Regions from separate parts of the Sus scrofa genome. Here region 2 is linked to region 1. The links are chromatin contacts, called in public HiChIP or PLAC-seq maps. All regions are on one chromosome and are shown on one strand. Each heading gives the region's core, a stretch centred on a gene start, on an enhancer-like site or on the middle of the called end of the contact. The rest is flanking DNA. Distances are from core to core; before and after follow the strand shown.

Region 1 (4,669 bases), core at 680-3,179:
CACTGTGCCACAACAGGATCTCCTTCCTAGTCATAAAATTTTAAATAGTTTTTTCTAAAGCATGCAAAGTTATCTGTTCAATTTACTGGGTTCATAAAAAGATTACTAGTCATCTAAATATTTAAAGTTCATTCATTTAACAAACACACATTGAGCACCAGCCCTGTGCAAGGAACAGCCCTAAGGGCTAGGATACAGTGTGGAATCTTGAATGTGTTTTCATGAAAAAGAAAAAGGAATTACGAAAATATCCATGGGGAAATAAAGTATATTCTTATCTCTTAAAAATGGCTGAAAAGTGGGTTCAAGCTTGATTCTCATTTATTGTAAAGGTTGAAGATAATTCTGATTGGGTATTAAAATGCAACTTTTATAATGTTATGTTAAATATTTTTTTAACTTGAGATATACTTGATGAAGATACAGCACCTATGTTAAGTATGATATCTGCAAGTTTTCTCTTTTAAAATGAAAGCTTAAATCTTATTTATTTACATATCATATATAATTACTTCACTAGCCATACGATGGTGTTTTTTTTTTACTTAAGTTTCCTCGCATTATATCAACTCAACCATATACTAGAGGTCCTAGCCAGTGCAATGAGGCAAGAAAAAGAAATAAAAGGAATACAATTTGGAAACAAAGAAGTAAAAGTATCTTTATTCATAAACAATATAATTTTTACCTGTAAAAAGAAAAATGTGGATTCTACAAAACAGTTCCTAGAACTAGTGTGTTTAAACACTGTCATAGAATATAAATTCAATATACAAAATGATTATATTTCTATGTGTTAGTAATAACATACAATTTGAGATTCGCTGTTAAATTTGATTTTGCTGTGCCCTGGTATCATTTTCTTCATGATTCTTCTGCTTGGGCTGGACTGAGCTTCGTTGATCTGTGCATTTGTAGTTTGCATAAAATTTGGGAAAACTGTGGCCTTCATTTCTTTAAGTACTTTTTAAAATCTCCCCTCCTCTCAGGACTCCATTTATATATATATAAAGCTTGATATTGTCCCACAGCTCATTGAAAAAAAAAATGAGCAGAGCTTCAACTTTTTATTATATTTTATAGATAATTATGTCTTCAAATTCACTACTCTCTTCTTCTATAGTATCTAATCTTCTAATTCTCATTTTCTCATTTTCAGTATTGCACTTCTCATCACCAGAAGTAGAGTTTGAGTCCTTTTTTATAATTTTCTTCTCTCTTCTCATAATGTTCATGTTTTTATCTACCTCCTTAAACAAGTGAAGTATCCTTATAATAGTTATTTTAAAGACCTTGTTGGTCAATTCTATCATCTCTTTCATTTCTAATTTGGTTTCTACTGATTGCTTTTAATTCTGTTTGCAGGTCAAATTTTCCTGCTTTCGTATGCCTTGTGATTTTTTTAATTAGACATTGAACATTATAAATTTTATGTTGTTGGTCTGGAATTTGTGCATTGGCCTTTGTAATGGGATATAGTTAAATTATTTTGAGGCTTACTTGTAAACTGCGTTAGGACATGTACAAAGTAGCCTTTAGTCGAGGGCTAATTAGTCCCCATTACTGAACCAATGCCTTTCTAAGGATCCCACCTGAGGCCTGAGGTCTTTCCACTCTCTCCAGTGTGAAAATGAACTATTCCCAGATATGTATGTGCTCTTAGGATTGTTCTAACTACTCTTTTCTGGTGTTTCTTTCCTCAGATAGTTTTCTCCTATGCATGTACAGTAGAAGTTCTTGGCCAAAGACTCAAGGGGCCTCAGCAGATCCCTAAGCTTTCTTTCTGTGCAGCTCCCACCTTTCTGATATTTCCCCACAAATTCTAACCCCTCCTCAAACTCTGAACTCTGTTTCAACTTAGCAAGACCACGGGACATTCTTTGGTTTTCCCTTCCAGCACTGTGACCTGGAAATTCTCTCCAGACAGGAAGCTGGGGCAATCACAGGGCTTGCACTTTGTCACACACCCTCTCCTTGCTCTAAGGGATCATAGTCATGTGCGTCTGTTGCCTAAAAACCACTGTTTAGTACAGTTGTTTAAGGGATGGAGTCTCTCTTACTCCATGATGGTGAAAGGCAAACTTTTCTTGTTATTGATTACATTCTTAATTTCTTTAAAAATCTATTAGCTCAAGTTTAAAGGAACATACTAGAATAAGTGTTTGCTGTTTGCTTGAGAAAAAAACTACAGTTGGAAGGATAAACATTGGAGTGGCTTTTTACTCAGTGGATTAGAAACATGGAAAAGTAAAAATATCAATCCTCTGGTTGACTGTGTAACAATAAAGTTATGCAGTAATTTTCAGACCTGTCCTTATATTTCAGCATTGCACAGGCTGCAAAATAATAGAAAGGAGAAGAAAGATTTGCCCACTTATTCATTAATAAACACTTACTGAATATCTGATTATATTTAAAGCAGTGCTTTCAGAACCAAGGTTGATACAAAGATGCATGAAAGATCCTTGTTCTCACTGCTCTTATAAGAGAATTAAAGTCTAACAACAGATGAGATTAAAAACACAGACATCACACATACACATCACTACACAGTAAGTACCTTTGGAGAGGTATTTCTTATTGCTACAGAAATTCATAGAGGAAAGAAAGAACTCGGACTATGCACTTCAAATATCCATGGATTTTCCAAGAGTTAAAATATTTTTTAAAAAGTCATTATTTCAATTTAAAAACTCTGCCTACCTAGCTAAAAAAAAAAAAAAAAAAAAAAAAAGCAAAAAGCATAGGACTATGTTTCAGAGTCTTAAATCCCAGCATTGTTTTTCCTTTGTTCTACTTTACACATTTTCCCAGAACAATCCATTCCATCTATGTAAAAGACAGCATAGCTACCATCGTTGATCATTTCTTTTAACATGTCAAGAGGTATGTCTGCTCCATCACAGCAGCCCTGTTGCTTCTATTTTGAAAACTATCAGCGCTTTCAAACCACCTATTGCCACAAACTCCAAATCACAATCGCTGTACTTTTCTCCTTACACAGCTGTATCTCAAAGTGTACTCCATGGAGCCATGACCATCCTGGGCACTTTATGGAGGTAGGATGGCCAGTATTTTGTAGGGATTTAGGGGGCAGGAGAGCTGAAAGAGGAAACCTTGAAACTTTGTTCACATACATTTTACAAATATGAACTATAATATTATGATTTACAAACAGTTACTACATTCTCAAAGGTTCCCTGTGCCCTATAAAGATAGTCTTGGCCAGTTCACCACAGATATTTATTTAGTTATCTCGCAGGTCTCAGCTAACGTGTTTAACATTTGATCTTATCATTTTACATTTAAAATCTAACTTGGTATTTTTTTCCTTATGTTGCATCATATCCTCAATTCATAAAGTGGATCAGCAGCTCAAAATGGACAACTGCTAGTTATTTCAAAGCAGGGATAAAAATAGCAACACAAAGTACCATGAGCAAAAATAGTAAACAGAAATCCTGAGTGCATACGCAATATCCATTTATGGGATTAAAGGTTATTTTGTACTAACAAAAAGGATGCATTATGAAAATTTTCACTGAGTTAATAAAGCAAGATTAATTTGACCACTACCATCTGTTTTTCCACATTTGCTATACTTTTCTGTTACACTCAGGACCTGGGCAGTTATAAAGTCCCTGTCATTTGGCCAGAACTTTGACAGCCCATATTATTACAGGTGTACTGCAGGAAGCAGATATCTCGCATGTTTAAGCTACTAATCTGGAAAATAACCCTTAGTTACCCCTTTACAGCCTGCGAGGGGTACTGTTAACTGTAAAATTGTATTGAAGCCTATATTGGTTGCATCAAATATAACCACAGAGGTTATTTCAATATTGGTTCAGAATGAAAAGAACACAGGCAGTGTTCCATTGAGCTAAAGCTTAAATACATTAAGGTAACCGTACTTTACTCTGTTTATATAAAGTTAACCTTACTATCAATTTTTTTTAAATAGTAAAACTCTTTAAGATGAATGAGGCTATTGTGAATAACTTCCTGAAAGAAAATCCTGGTAGTTTTAAATATTTACACCTAAACTAAAAACACACAAGCACTCTTATACACAACAGTGAAAAGCAGATGGGATCATTTCCTACCCTGTAGTAGGCAAAGAAAAAAAAAAGAACAGATTGTACTATTTCTGTTTGGGAAGCGATAGGATGAACAGCAAAGACCTTCCAAGAGATACCTGTGAATAAACAATTCAAAAATAATGGTTTCTTAAATCATTCTATGGTAAAAAAGATTTATAAAGATACGAAGGAGGCATATGTATACATGTCTATGCTCTTTATATTAACTATTTAATATATTTACATAAATATTGATGACTAGGAGTTCTGGTTTCACTCTGTAAAGACTGGTTATTAAAGCCTGGTCACTGGTTTCTATTATTCTAGTATTCGCCTTAACCTGTTCTCATAGTTGATCAGTCACTGCTTCTACTGGGAACGCCCAGACTGTCCCTCTCCTCCTGTCTCCTGTTTCCTAAAGCTGGGTACAAGGCCCAGTCCCCTTTTATTTCTTACTTCGTATAGTTCTTGAGAAAACGTGTTGGCTCTGGGGTATTTCTTTTTTTTTTGTTTTTTCTCTTATTTATTTATTCATGGGGGAGGGGCTTATCTCATTTTCAGTATTTTTTTTTTTTTTTTTTAATGCT
Region 2 (4,669 bases), core at 1,294-3,793, 38 kb after region 1:
CTTTCTAAAGATCTTTTCCCTTAATTCTTATTGATGAGAATCCAACAGTTACAGTTAGCAATTCTCATTCTATGAATTCCCCCCAGTGCCCTTGCCCTCATGCCTGAGAATCAGTTTATGTGGTAGGAGATGCAACACATGAAATCTGTAGCAGATATGAACAGTCTGGATTGGGGTGGGACAGACAGGAAGGTGGAGGCCACCTTCCCCTTTCAACCACATCTTAGGCCCTGATCTCACGTGTTCATATATGATAATGTTAATGAACTTGTGTGCGCTCGTAAAAGCTAGTACAAAAGGCAGAGTTTCAGGAACTCCACACATCTTTGGAAATATAAGGAACATTTCATTTAATGCTCACTAATTATCCCTAATCATGGCAAAACATTCTGCTCTATTTTTGTCAGAACGTTAAATGGAAAACCAACAATCAACATGCCTTTTGAATTTACTCTTCCTCTGGATTATATACATGCTTTATCCCAAACCACAGATAATATCAAATTAAAGAGTATAATTGTAACTATTACCATGAGTTCAAGAAACCTACAAATTTTAGTGCTGTGCCCAATAAATCTGTTGTTTGACTTTACTCAAGTCAAATGAGAGTAATCTCTAAATTTTCTTCCAAACTGTATAAATTTACTGGTCAACCTTGAAATAAGTATACATGGAATTTTAATCATTTCGGTTGAACACATAAAAATATGACTTTTTAAAAAACCTGTCATTCTCTCCATTATTAACACAGTTTTGTGAACTTTTCATTAAATTAAGACATCAAATATTAAAGGCACTTGCTGTTAGGAAAGTCGCTATCTTGTTTAGCCTTAATCTTTTAAAAATACATTAAACCCCATATTCTTATCACAAATTCCATTAAATTAAAAATTCACTATCAAAAGGTGTTACAAGATGTGCACTTAGACAATGAAGCAACAACATTGTAAGTCAACTACACTTCATTCAAAAAAAAAGGGGGGGGACAGATCCCTTCGTGGCTCAGCTGTGAATCAACCCTATTAGTATCCATGAGGATGCTGGGTTTGATCCCTGGCCTTGCTCAGTGGGTTAAGGATCTCGCTTTGCCATGAACTACGGTGTTGGCTGCAGATGCGCCTCGGATCCAGCGTTGCTCTGGCTGTGGCTTATGCTGGGACTGTTGCTTGGATTCGACCCCTAGCCTGGGAACCTCCATAGCCACGGGTGCGGCCCTAAAAAGCAAAAAATAAAAAATAAAAATAAAAAAAAGCTAAGCGAACCTTGTTAACACTGTGTGTGTACTCAAACATATTTTAGAAAAGAAGGAGGCAGGCAAATACAAACATGCATCCATAGGCATACAATAAAACTTCTCTTTTCATATAGGGGCCTATTATTCTTAGAAAACAAATTCTCATAAAAATAGACATAGAATAAATTAACTTGCAAATTTATTTTTAAAGCGCATACAAATCCAATGATTTTATTGGTTCCCTTTTCAAATCCCTCGTTAAAGTCCCCCAGTGATCCCCCGCGTGATTATTTCTAAAGTATGATAAAAATTAGAATATATAAATAATCCTTCAGTCATAAGCATTTGAGAGATACATATTCAGATTAAAACTCTCAACTTTGAGCCCTCACGCGTCAACAGTACGGACATCAGAAACAAGAGTAACACGGCATGCTCATCACCATATGTAACACAAAAAGGTTACTTTTCATCATTAAAAATAACCATGGCTGTGTTGATAAGCCCTGAACTGTGCACTTAGAGGGAACCTACGACGCAAGGTCTGCCGTTTGCGCCTCTCAGGTTGCGGTTAACTGCGACCATCATTTACCACTGGCGTCGCCAAGCGGCTCCTGCCTTCCAAAGGGCAGCAAAGGGGCACAGGGGCTGTCGGAGGTCACCTCCCCACTCGCCCTCTCAGAGTGGGCCGGGGAGACTGCTACCCATGGGAAGAAAAGGTGGCGAGATTCACTGCAGTTCAGGCTGGTCAGCCTGCACTTCTCGCTCTGCCCAACGCACATACTCTCCCGAACCAATGCAGGACAGGTAGGACCAAAAATAAAACACTCCTTTTTAGATCCTTGAGTGGGAACTCAAAACAGCACTTTGGCTTTTTTCCCACGCTCCCAGGTTCCCTTCCCCTCCGCCCCTGCCCACCACGGAGGCCCCAGCGCGCGGTCCGGGAATCCCTTCCCAGGGCGCGCGGTCCAGCTCCCGCGGGCTCCGCCCCCCCGGCCCCGCCCCCGGGCCCACCCCTGGCCCAGACCCCGCCCCCACCTCAGCGCCCCACGTTCCCGGGATCGCCTGGCGCGTTCCCTGCGCCTCCGGCGCTCTCTCTCCTCCTCCCTGCCCCGCCGCCTCCGTCTACCACGCTCCCCTCCGGCCCGCCTCACCTTGGTCCGGATCTGCCCGGAGGTGGACACTTTGCGGATCAGTTTCTGGGGTCCCTCTTGCTCCGCTTCACTGTCAGAAGAATCCTCTCCAGGCCCCGCCGAGGCGGTGGCGGGGTTGACCGCGGCGCTGGCCCCGGCGGCCGCTCCTCCCGCGGCGCCCGGAGGGTGGTGCTGGCTGCCGGCCCCGGCCATCCTCTCTGACTCCTGCGGGGACACAGCACCGCCCGGCGGGGGCGACGGCGGCGGTCAGTGGGTGGACTCTGCCTGAGCCCGGCCCGGGGCCCCGCGCCCAGTCGCCGCCATCTTCCCCACCCCCAGCCGCCCCCGCGGGAGGAGGGTCTCCGGGGACCACTCGCCCTCCCGGCAGGCGCCCTTCAGGACCCCGTGCCCTGCTCCCTCCAGAGCGGCGCCCGATGTGGGGCAAGGGGGACTCGGGCCCAGGCCAGCCTGGGATCCCAGCACACCCAGCATCGGGATGGTACAGGGTTTCTGACCCAGAATACGACCCGCGCGGGTAGAGAGACGGGAGAGACAGAAAGCTCGGGGCAACCTCCCACTTCCTCTAAGGTCTAGGGTCCTCGGGATGGACGGGAGGGAGAGGCGACGAGAAACCTCTGCAACCCACCCCCGCAGGCCCGGCAGTGGCGATGTTCCCTCCAGCGATTCCTGGGAGACGGGGCAGGAACGGCTCCAGGAACAGAAAGGGAACCTAGGGCTTCCTCCCGACTGACTCCCCTGGGTGCGCCCGCCACCTCCTGGATCCAGAATCTCTCCAGAGAGACTTGGGCCTCGCCGCCCATTTCCGCGAGAAAAGTCCCCTCCGGCCCCGAGATGCATGGGCGCTGCCCCTTGTCTGTCTCCCGATCCCCTAGCCCTTCTCGGAGGAACCGTACCTCTCCCGCCTCCGCCTTGGGGTTCGGGTCCTTTCAGCTCTCCCGACCCGTGGCCTTTAGTTTCTGGCCCACCCCCACCCCCATCCGGCGCACACGGAAGAGAAGAGCATTTTCCGGGAGCTTCCACTCCGCTCTGAGAACTTTTCGTTCAGAAAGAGCGATCCCTTTGGCTAACAGGAAACCGGGAAGGGCGTGGAGAGAGCGCAGAAACGAGAGAGTACAAGCAGCCCGAGAGGACAGAATGCAAATAAATGTCTAGGCTGAAGCTCTAACCGAGACCGCCTGGAAGAAAACAATGCACTGGAGCCGTGTGAAACACCAGTGCCTGAGCACGAAAACAGTGGAAGTCCTGGGAGAGCCACTCCCTAACCCGGGCTAGAGCCGGAGGAAATGGGATCAACAGGCGGCAGCCACCGCTCACAACTCGTCACCGCGAGCTGGCAGAGCGGACACTGGGGACCAGCAGCCTTGCGGTGCCCTGTGCACGCCTGGCGTCAAAGAACCCTTGCAAGGTGTGGGAGGGCTCCGGGGAGAAGAGACTAAAGTGACAGAGTCCTCGTGTCACTCGCAGAGAATTGCAAAGTGGTGTTAGCTTATTTTTAAGTAGGGCAAAAAGTCCCTGCTAGACTCTGGAGCCTCTTCACACTTCAGGAAAGCAGTGGTTCTCTTCAGCGTGTTCACGCCCTTCAGGACTCAATCGAATTTTTTCAGTTGTCATGACCTTTAAAGGGTCCTCCAAACTAAGATTCTATTGGCTTGTTCTGGTTTTTGTTTTTTTTTAGTTTCAATCTTTCAATAATTTGCTTGCTGTGACAGAACTCGCAGTCCTTAGAGACTTTTAAGACACAACACGCAGTCCCAATATTACTGTCTATCCACACTGTAGATTAAATTGAAATGTAAAATGTGCTGGTTAGTTTGAATCTGCAAAGACAGGCGATTGCTGCCACCTAATACTGATTGATGGAGGCTACTTCTCTAGCCTTAGTTGTCTTCTTGAAGAAGGGAAGGAATTGGGCAAAATAAATGTATGGCTCTGTAAATATGTGATTCTGTATCGGCAAAGAACATACTGCTGAGAAGGAACTTATTGAAGAGAAAAAAAAATAATTAAAAAAAAAATAATGACCTTTATTCCAACCCAATTGTTTGGTCACAGACAAGTCCAGTGTGTGACAGCATAAATAAAAGCACATAGCAAAGGGCCATTTGAAAGAATAAAACTAGCTCAGATCTCTCTTTTAATGTAAAGAAACAGAGGCCCAAAGTCACAAGCTGGGACCAAAGTCTAAAGATGTGTCTTGTTCTAATGGTCTATTCACTTTACCACATTATATAACAAAAGTTAGTCTGTCAATTATCATATGTTTCCATGCACACGTCAGACT

Evidence for each region. HiChIP or PLAC-seq counts read pairs in DNA pulled down with a chosen protein or histone mark.
Region 2: an H3K27ac HiChIP or PLAC-seq map of alveolar macrophages shows a contact between it and region 1. The contact joins two enhancer-like sites. A contact is called at or near these places in 2 of 5 promoter capture datasets (liver and skeletal muscle), 2 of 47 Hi-C or Micro-C datasets (embryonic fibroblasts and fibroblasts) and 1 of 2 datasets of contacts at active chromatin or transcription factors (alveolar macrophages).

Annotation. Positions count from the first base shown.
Region 1 is chr11:24,924,107-24,928,775 of Sscrofa11.1, forward strand. The region is part of intron 2 of DGKH (diacylglycerol kinase eta); the gene reads right to left. Among named protein-coding and RNA genes, the nearest start is that of DGKH, 44 kb to the right of the region's middle. Within about 2 kb of position 1,930, at least 5 of the 83 cell types and tissues checked have an H3K27ac peak or open chromatin away from gene starts, as enhancers often do. A contact at or near this core is called in alveolar macrophages, where this site is marked.
Region 2 is chr11:24,961,083-24,965,751 of Sscrofa11.1, forward strand. DGKH (diacylglycerol kinase eta) reads right to left here. Exons shown (of 32, transcript XM_021065624.1): 2 at 2,389-2,592. Among named protein-coding and RNA genes, the nearest start is that of DGKH, 7.5 kb to the right of the region's middle. Within about 2 kb of position 2,544, at least 66 of the 83 cell types and tissues checked have an H3K27ac peak or open chromatin away from gene starts, as enhancers often do. A contact at or near this core is called in alveolar macrophages, where this site is marked.